2 separate regions of the Salmo salar genome follow, and region 2 is linked to region 1. A link is a contact called in public Hi-C data. All regions are on one chromosome and are shown on one strand. Each heading gives the region's core, a stretch centred on a gene start, on an enhancer-like site or on the middle of the called end of the contact. The rest is flanking DNA. Distances are from core to core; before and after follow the strand shown.

Region 1 (4,791 bases), core at 287-2,786:
GCCACTCCTGTGGGACACTCACTTCTGCTGTTGTCTGTTAGAAACTTCCACAGCCAAGGAAAGGGGGCATGGTTTCGCTTATGTATAAGAAATATTTCCACTGAATACACATCTGTAGAACGTTTTTGTATTTCCCCTGCATGCTTGCGTTCGGTTTTTAAAATAGCCTATGTCTGTTACATCGGCAAGGAGACACCATTTTCTTTTCATCACAAAGAAAGTAAAGTCTTTTTTTTACATCCAGTTCATTTCTCATTTCGAAAAATCTTTCCAATATTCTCCCCGTTGATAACCACCAGGCCTCGGTGTGAAATAGCAAATTGTCATGCTCTGATCCTATATCTCCACACAGTTTGCGAACAGGCGTGCACGCAGTCGATGTGGTTTGATGTACTTTACAATCGAAGTTATTGCAGTATGTCTTTGTGGATCTCTTTTGCTGCCAGTTGCTTTCTGTATATGATACAATGTGTCCATATGGCAGAGGGAGACACAATTACTAGTGACCCATAGTTTGGGAACCACTGCTATATAGCATGAACAATTTATGCTAGAGCACTTCACTTTATAAATTTGAAAGTTGTGGACACTGCATTGTAAACTAATGTGGTTGCCTATAAAGTCAGCGTGTGTGGCGTGTAACAGCATGTGTGGTAGGTACAGGGTGTTGCTGTGCGCTGGTTGGTGGTTGACTCTGGCAGCATGGAACCGTGCTCTCTAAGTCCTGTTGTAACAGCACAGCAGGTTGGGAGGCGGAGGCCGCTGGTAGACCGCTGTGTTCTGAGACCTTTCACAACCTTGATCTCTCTCTGATGAGGGCAGAGGGAACCCAGCTGGAGGAGTCAGGACTCGCCCTGCAGGCCCGTGTCCTGTGGGTTTGTTTATGCTGCTTGAGGAAATGTGTGCTGTTTGAGCGCAATGGAGTGGAAGTGTCATCCACCTGGTCCTCAGAGATAATGCTCTCTGTCTCTGAGGTCTCCTTGGCTTCATCTCTCTGAGCCCCTGCGTCCACAAAGCTGAAATGAGAGACTGCACAGGACACGCATGAAGAGATGAGACTGCTGTTGGGAAAGTTGTGGATCCTCTCTTGCTTCTCTGGGACTAAGTTCTCTCACATGTAATATCGGTCTCTGTGTGTGTGTCTCTCGCTTCTCAGTTTTTCCAGAGGGCTCAGATGCAGACAGCGCGGCCAACCATCCCTACCAACGCTCCATCTCTGCGGCCCGGCTCTCAGAACCCCACAGCGGCGGTATACCCCCCCAACCAGCCCACCATGATGATGATGGCTCCCATGCCCTTCCCCTCCCCACAGGCTGCCCAGTACTACATCCCACAGGTGGGACTGACTGACCAGGCTGCTGCTGTTCTCCAGTAGGCATTCCTCTCTACCAATTCCTCCACGCCGCTTTTAACCCTTTCTTCTATGCCCTCCATTTCTCCCTCTACAGTATCGCCACAGTACGCCCTATGTGGGGCCACCCCAGCCGTTTTCAGTGCAGCCGCCGGGGTCTGGCACCTTCTATCCTGGCCCTGGGCCGGGGGAGTACCCTGCTCAGTATGGTGAGTCTATATATATATCCTCACACACACCCCACTTCAAACCCCACCAGTCTGATTTTAAAATGTCTGTCTCCCTCCACAAAGCACACATCTGTCCTTTCTAGCACAATTATCTTATTGTACAGACCCCTTCAACTCAGTTTGTTCCTCAGCTACACACACAGAGAGAGACACACACTATACTCAGCTTTTCTTCCTCCTTCCTGACACAGCTCCCGGACCTCAATTCTATCCAGGACAGCAGGTGTACCCCCCCTCACCCCCCATCATAGTGCCTACACCGCAGCAACCTCCACCAGCCAAGCGTGAGAAGAAACCAGTGAGTATCTCTGCAAGCTGCCATCTCAACACAGACATCACACGCTGCCTATGTATGTAAGCATTACACATACGGATACACACACTAGCGTAGGCCATCTGTGCTCAGTTAGGCACCAGGTCTTCTGTTTCCACATGCATACTGTCAGAGGATATGAGAAATGATCCCTGATGAAGAGACATATCTGGATCCATCAGCCCTTTTTACTTGCATTTTGAAACAGAATATTTATTTTACAGAGAAGGTATATGAGGGATGACATGGGTTAATTTAGATCTAGGCTGCCAGTAGAAGCTGGGTTTGTTTTTATTTTTTTAAATTTAACTAGGCAAGTCAATTAAGAACAAATTCTTATTTACAGTGATGGCCTACCCTGGCCAAACCCGGACGACGCTGGGCCAATTGTGCGCCTCCCTATGGGACTCCCAATCACGTCCGGATGGGAATCAGCCTGGATTCGAACCAGGGACTGTAGTGACGTCTTAAGCACTAAGTTGCAGTGCTTTAAACTGCTGCACCACTCGGGAGCCCTAGCCTTAATGTATGCCAGGCCTTAATCTAGCTTTTTAACACCAGAAAGCCGGGATTGTTTCAAGGGACCCCATTTTGAGCCCATATGGCCAATTCAACTGTTTGGACATGATTTAGAAAGAAACCCACCTGTCTATATAAGGTGCCACAGTTGACAGTGCATGTCAGAGCAGAAACTATAACATGAAGTCCAAGGAACTGTTCGTAGATCTGGGAGAGAGAATTGAGATGAGGCATATCTTGGGAAGGGTGTAAAACAATTTTGAGTGTTGAAAGTTTCCAAGAGCACAGTGGTCTCAATCATTGGGAAATGAACAAAACATGTAACTACCCATACTCTACCTAGAGCTGGCCGTCCGACCAAACTGAGCAACCTGGCTAGAAGGACCTTGCTCCGGGAGGTGACCAAGAACCCAATGACCACTCTGACAGAACTATAGAGTTCATTGGCTGAGATGGGAGAACCTGCCAGAAGGACAACAGTCTCTACAGCACTTCACCAATCTGGACTTTATGGCAGAGTGGCAAAACATTCTGTGGTCTGATGAGACAAAAATGTAACTCTTTGGTCTGAATGTAATGCTCTATGTCTGGAGAAAACCAGGCACAGCTCATCACCCGTCTAACACCATCCCTGCTTGGGTTGCACATTTTATATAAATCAAAACGTCTTACCTACATGTGACAGTTGGAGGATTGAACACTTCTGGGAGATTCTGGAGCAGCGGCTAGGACTGCGTTTTCCACCACTTTCAACAAAACACCAAATGATCGAATTTCTCGTGCAAGAATGGTGTTGCGTCCCTCCAATAGAGTTCCCGACACTTGTAGAATCTATGCCAAGGTGCATAGAAGCTGTTCTAGTGGCTGTTAAGACACCTTTGTTGGCGTTTTCTTTATTTTGGCAGTTAACCGTAGTTTGATGTGCCATCAGTTGCGCAGGCTGACTGGCGATGAATGAGGGGAAAAATGGCTTCATAAAGCTGCTTAATACACAAATGATGTTTGTGATATCGAAATTCTAACAACATACGTGTGTTAAATATACTTATTTTGGAAAATTCAAGGACGGAAGGGTGATGACTTTAAAAATGGCTTTAATCCAGATTCGGGGGGGAAATATTTTGCTGTTCAGTTTGAAGACCCACATGAAAATACATTATCTTTCCAGAAACCCTTTTAAATGCCTCTACTGAAATATGAGATGTCGTAAAAAGTCAAGTGTTAAGCTTTTTCTCTCCATTTGCACAAGATTAATAAGAATGTGGGGCGGCAGGGTAGCCTAGTGGTTAGAGCGTTGGACTAGTAACCGAAAGGTTGCAAGTTCAAATCCCCAAGGTACAAATCTGTCGTTTTGCCCCTGAACAGGCAGTTAACCCACTGTTCCTAGGCCGTCATTGAAAATAAGAATTTGTTCTTAACTGACTTGCCTAGTTAAATAAAGGTAAAAATAAAAAAAAATGTCTGAAACGTTTGGTCACAGATGTATTAATGCTTCTTTAGACTCAGTCAGTACTCCTGTACATTACACGCTCCACTGTTTTAAATGGCTGGGGGAGGGTTGCGCTGAGACACTGGTGCTTTAGTGAGACGGCGTTCCTTTTGTGTCATTGTCCTCCCAGATCCGTATCCGTGACCCCAATCAGGGAGGCAGGGACATCACAGAGGAGATCATGGCAGGGGGCACAGGGAGCCGGAATCCAACTCCCCCTGTCGGACGACCCTCCTCCACCCCCACCCCTCCGCAGGTAAGTACACATCTACTCTCATGTTACCTGCTCTTAGGCTTAATGCGCTCTCTCTCACTCACTCACTCACTCACTCACTCACTCACTCACTCACTCACTCACTCACTCACTCACTTACACACACACAAAGGGTGCCATGGTGTGCCACTGACCCACTGAACTGAGCTGAGCTATTAGCCTCTCATCCATGGCTGTGTAAAACCTGTGCTTAGGGCAGACTGCTGGGTGTTAGGAGGGAGCGGGCAATTAGGCCAGGCCACCAGGGCTTTGACACCACGACATACAGAGAGCCATGCACCAGACCAGAAACATTACCCTCAGTCTGTGTCTAATCCATCCTCTGCCATACTGCGTTAGACACAGCCAGCCACATAGACTTCAGCCACTGTCCCTGACCCACTGATCTGCACCCAACACACTTACCTGGCCTTAGGTTCACATTCTTTGCTATTCAATTTGAGTAACAGGAAACCATGGCTATTTTACAACAGTGACCTAAACGCACTGTATTTCATTGGTCATAGTTGGTTATCATGTTAATCTTGGACACACAGATCTATGGCTTACACATCTATACCTACTAGTATCTACCTACATGTATCAGTGTATCTCCTCCCTCTCTTCTGGTACAGT
Region 2 (4,363 bases), core at 1,026-3,525, 57 kb before region 1:
AGGGCGAGCAGAAAGAGTCTGTTTTTTTTCTCATACTGTTCTCTATGGCGAGAGGAGGATAATGCATGCTGTCTGTAATATGACCCTTGTCTGCTTTGAAGGCTTATATGAACTGGATTGCAAAGAATGGAGAGGAGGCCACCCTGCCTGCCCTGGGGATGACCAATCATCAATTATTTTTTGTTGGATTTGCACAGGTTTGTGCCACTTAAAGTATATCCATGTCTGTGGCAAATGTAGTAATGCATTCTCTAGCATGCCTACCTTCAACAGTGTTATGTATTAATTATAATGACCTATTACATTGATAATGTAAATTAAGGACTTTTCACTCTGAAATCCTTAATGTGTGTCTGTGCTTCCTGCTATATGTAGGTATGGTGCTCAGTTCGGACTCCGGAAAGCTCGCATGAGGGCGTCATCACAGATCCACACAGTCCATCAAGATTTCGAGTTATTGGCACCATCTCCAATTCCCATGAGTTCTCTGAGCACTTTGGCTGCAAGGCAGATTCCCCCATGAACCCTAAACACAAGTGTGAGCTTTGGTGATGCTTTGCTACCCATTTCTCGGTATGGCAGGTGGCAAAATGGGCATTGGGGATTTGGAGCAAAATAGAGGCAAAGTCTCTGAGGAAGGAGAGCATTGGTCTTGATACCACTAAAAATCCAGCTGTTTTACCCACTCTACCCTTCTCAGGGTCCTTATGAGGGCTGGAGGTTGAGCCAGCCCCAACTCTCTTCATAAAGACAATTTGTTTTATAAAGCTGCCTCTTTCCCCCCCAATTAAACTCTATGAAAATGTGCCTTTATGTTTATATAGAGGAACAATTTTAACACTGGAAAGTGAAGAAATGGCTATACAAAAAGGGAAAACTAATGGAACTTCTCTCAATCAGGTTTTATGTAGAGTTGTCATATGCCTTATTTTTCAACAGGAAGTGATATTTATTTTCTGTAATGTCTTTTTCACTGTTACAATTTGTATCTGATCAATCCACCTCTATGTTGTCTTCACTTATTGTATATTTTTAGACTGCAAAAGAATGACGAGTTGCAATTACTGGATTTGGACTGAAATAATATAATCCGGAGGAAACCGTCAATCACATCTAGAATACAAGTCAAGTAGATTGTAAAAGTCATATTTTATTATTGCCCATGATTGATCCGATTCAATAACCTATGTGTGTGTCGTTTCTGCATCAACAAACCTAACACAACATCATCATTTGTGTAAAGTCTGATTGCTTAATGTCTCCAGTTTATACAGTAGTGATGTTTTAAAGAAGTGATCTTCCGAATTGCTGAATGCCTGATATAAGGGACATATTAAGTGAATAGTTTTCAATCAGAGAATTCCTGAAACTTGTGAAGGATGTATTGACCATCGAACAAGTCACATAACAGAGTTTTCCCATTCTGGAGCTGCTCATGCATGACAGGGCTTTTGTGTCAAAAACTATTTTTCTAATCTAATAAAAATATTGTCACCATTCTTTTGTATGCCCATCTTTTGCTATGGCTCGTCTGATGCTTCAAAGGGACTTTTTATAGTTTTTGATTCCAAAACAAATAAAAACTGTATCTATGTATCAAAGCAAAAATAATTAAGTCTTACTGATTATATTACTTAGAAGAAAAAAAGTATGTCAATTGATGGTTATTGACGACAGATGTCGCTGCACACAAACAATGCAGTACTGAGTACAGTACAATCCACTACAAAGTTTTGACTTCTCGGGCTTTGCCTGTAAATACACCATTATCATTATGTGTACATATTACAATACCTGAACCTGATTACATTTGTATACATTATTGAGCGGTTCTTGAACGACCCCATAAATATAGCATGGGGCGGCAGGTAGCCTAGTTGTTGGTGGATCGAATCCCCGGCTGGTAAGGTAAAAAATCTGTCGTTCTGTCCCTGAACCCACTGTTCCCCGGTAGGCCGTCATTGTAAATAAGAATTTGTTCTTAACTGACTTGCCTCGTTAGAAATTAGAGTTTATTTTACACACACACTTCAAGACAGCCACTGCAGTTAAAATAATACATACCATGCATTCTTTAAAAATAGCACCAAGCATAGTTATTTATTAGAACAAGAATAATGCAGTGCTCATCAATATAGATGAATGTATGTGCCAGTCAGTAGACTAGATGATCTTTGGCTACATGAATGCAACAAATTAAGCGTCATTTTCGATCGCTCTAGGTAAGCCGAACCTACCCGTAATTGGACGAGAATTGTCGAATCGTCTGTCCTGCCGGACTGGAAGCGGCCGCAACGCCATGTTAACGAAGTCTCTCATCTCCGTGGGAAAATGATTAGCTAGCTATAGAAAAATCAGTTGTTGATAACAAATGTTAAATTATCGAAGGAGGAAAGACACCGGTGACAGTGCTCGGAAGAACTGAACCGGATCTGCAGAGGTCCTGGACGGGCAAGGGAGGCAAACCTCCCACCGTCCCCATGAATAACACCATAGACCCGAACAGCGACTTTCCATGAAAAAAAGCTTTTCTGCGTTGCTAATAGCTAGCCCTGTCGGCAAAAGGATTTGCGGCCTGCTTCAATAATATTAAACGCTTGCTAGCTATATTTATGCAAGCTAGATATATTTTGTATCAGTATTTATTCGTGTATTGTTTTGTTTTTTTGCAATGAGTTTGCCGACGAAAATAGTCCCAAAACCCGCCACTGTCGCAGTAAGTGGACCTGGAACTGTCCCGTCTCCGTCGAGCCAACTGCGGGCTACCCTGACCTCCGTGTCTTTACCACCGGGAGCCCCAGGTGCTCCTCAGCCGAACGCCGTGCCGCCACCTCAGTATCCTTCATTGGCAAGAATTCCCCTGGCATCTCTTGGTCAGGTATTCGGGGTAAACACATTTAGGTATCTAGCTAGTAACGTTATTGGTTAGAGGTTGGGTGCGGGTGAATTACTGATGTTTCGAAGAGCAGGGGGGGACAATTAGCTAGCTAGGTAGTTGGCTAATGTTAGCTAGTTAACAGATTAGTGGCTTGTTGACTAACGTTACTTGCTAAACTAGCTAGGCAACGTAGCTAAACTGCACATAATTGATTTTGATGCATTTTGTTGGCCAATGGCAATGTAATTTGAACTTGTGCATACGTGGTTCAGAAACTGCGGGCTAACTAACATCACACTCAATTTGACGAGGTGGCGTAGGCTAACTAACTACTAGAGGGCCACCGGCTTTGTTTCGTTTACCGGTGGTAGCTAGCTAGCCAGCCACTTTCATATTAGATAGGTATGTTCATTTGCAACTGAAAACACGTAGCAGCGGCTAACTAATCCGCTAGCCTATTGGCTAACTATAGTATTGGGGGCAGTCTTTGTGAGAGATGAATGCTTTGGGTGGACCAGCTAACCAAATGTTGTAGCCATCACCCTAAAACTGTAACATTAGTTATTCTTGCTAGCAAGTATGAGTGAATGTTAGCTAGTAGTAAGTTACATGGGCCTAGGATCCCCTCCCCGGTTTCCATAGAAGGGATGCTAACACCGGTTGTTATTTATCTATCTAGGCGGTAGTTGCGCCGGGTAGTAGCTGACAGCCGGTGCAACACTGGTATGTCCATCTTGACAGGGGAGTGTCGCCAGGCATTTGGTTGTTGGTAGCAATGTATGCTACGTTACTGTAGCACGGTAGTACTAGTGTAATGAGACTGATCCAGGAAGCTTAATACATATTTTATTTGTAGGAAGGGATATGTTTAATTGTGCATATTTCATGATTGTATGAATTATATTCAGTAAGCCAAACTAGCTATTTCAAGTCACTGCGTATTGAGACTCGTGGCTTTTGGATTCTTTTGAAAGCTACCTTTCTGTCCAGTTTGTGTAGCTTCAACATAATGTGGCATGATTCAAATATAATTTTTGTAAACAAATGGATCAAGAGCATTTCCCTTGCTCCCTGTGAACACTTTTGACCCCAGTGGAATTATTCTTCCAAATAAGACCTCCTAAAAACAATTCCTTACTTGATTTGTACAGACTTTGTGAATATCAACGTTGAGTCCTAATCAATTTGAGATTAATACTTGCTAATGGTCATTTTTTTTAAAGTTAGGATCTATCCTAGTGGCTTTTTACGATTAAAACATCTTATGATTTCAATCTAATGTAAAGTCATAATGGAAGTATTGTGTTCAGAGTGCACATGCTGCTGTTTTGTGGTTGCATTGTTATTCATGCTATTCTGTGAAGTCGTACTGTCACCTCCTGTTTTCTTTACAGCTCGGTGGCGGTGGTTTGAGGATTGGGTTGAATTAGCTTCCTGCTTCTGCCTATAACAGTGATGGTGTTCTTCAGTCCAGGATTTCTGTGG

What was found. A called contact is a pair of places that touch in the nucleus more often than the background predicts.
Region 2: a Hi-C map of muscle shows a contact between it and region 1, with 2.5 times the contacts expected there. The contact joins the promoter of LOC106582990 here to the enhancer-like site in region 1. A contact is called at or near these places in 3 of 3 Hi-C or Micro-C datasets (blood, gill and muscle).

What each region holds. Positions count from the first base shown.
Region 1 is chrssa22:22,822,451-22,827,241 of Ssal_v3.1, reverse strand. It overlaps LOC106582990 (eukaryotic translation initiation factor 4 gamma 3), which reads left to right. Exons shown (of 36, transcript XM_014166664.2): 8 at 1,157-1,336; 9 at 1,449-1,560; 10 at 1,773-1,879; 11 at 4,024-4,158. Among protein-coding and RNA genes, the nearest start is that of LOC106582993, 19 kb to the right of the region's middle. Within about 2 kb of position 1,536, at least 1 of the 13 cell types and tissues checked has an H3K27ac peak or open chromatin away from gene starts, as enhancers often do. A contact at or near this core is called in muscle, where this site is marked.
Region 2 is chrssa22:22,880,186-22,884,548 of Ssal_v3.1, reverse strand. It overlaps LOC106582990 (eukaryotic translation initiation factor 4 gamma 3), which reads left to right and starts at 2,275. Exons shown (of 36, transcript XM_014166664.2): 1 at 2,275-2,835. The coding sequence starts at 2,672. ece1 (endothelin converting enzyme 1) reads left to right here. Exons shown (of 19, transcript XM_045705623.1): 18 at 102-197; 19 at 376-1,497. The coding sequence ends at 552.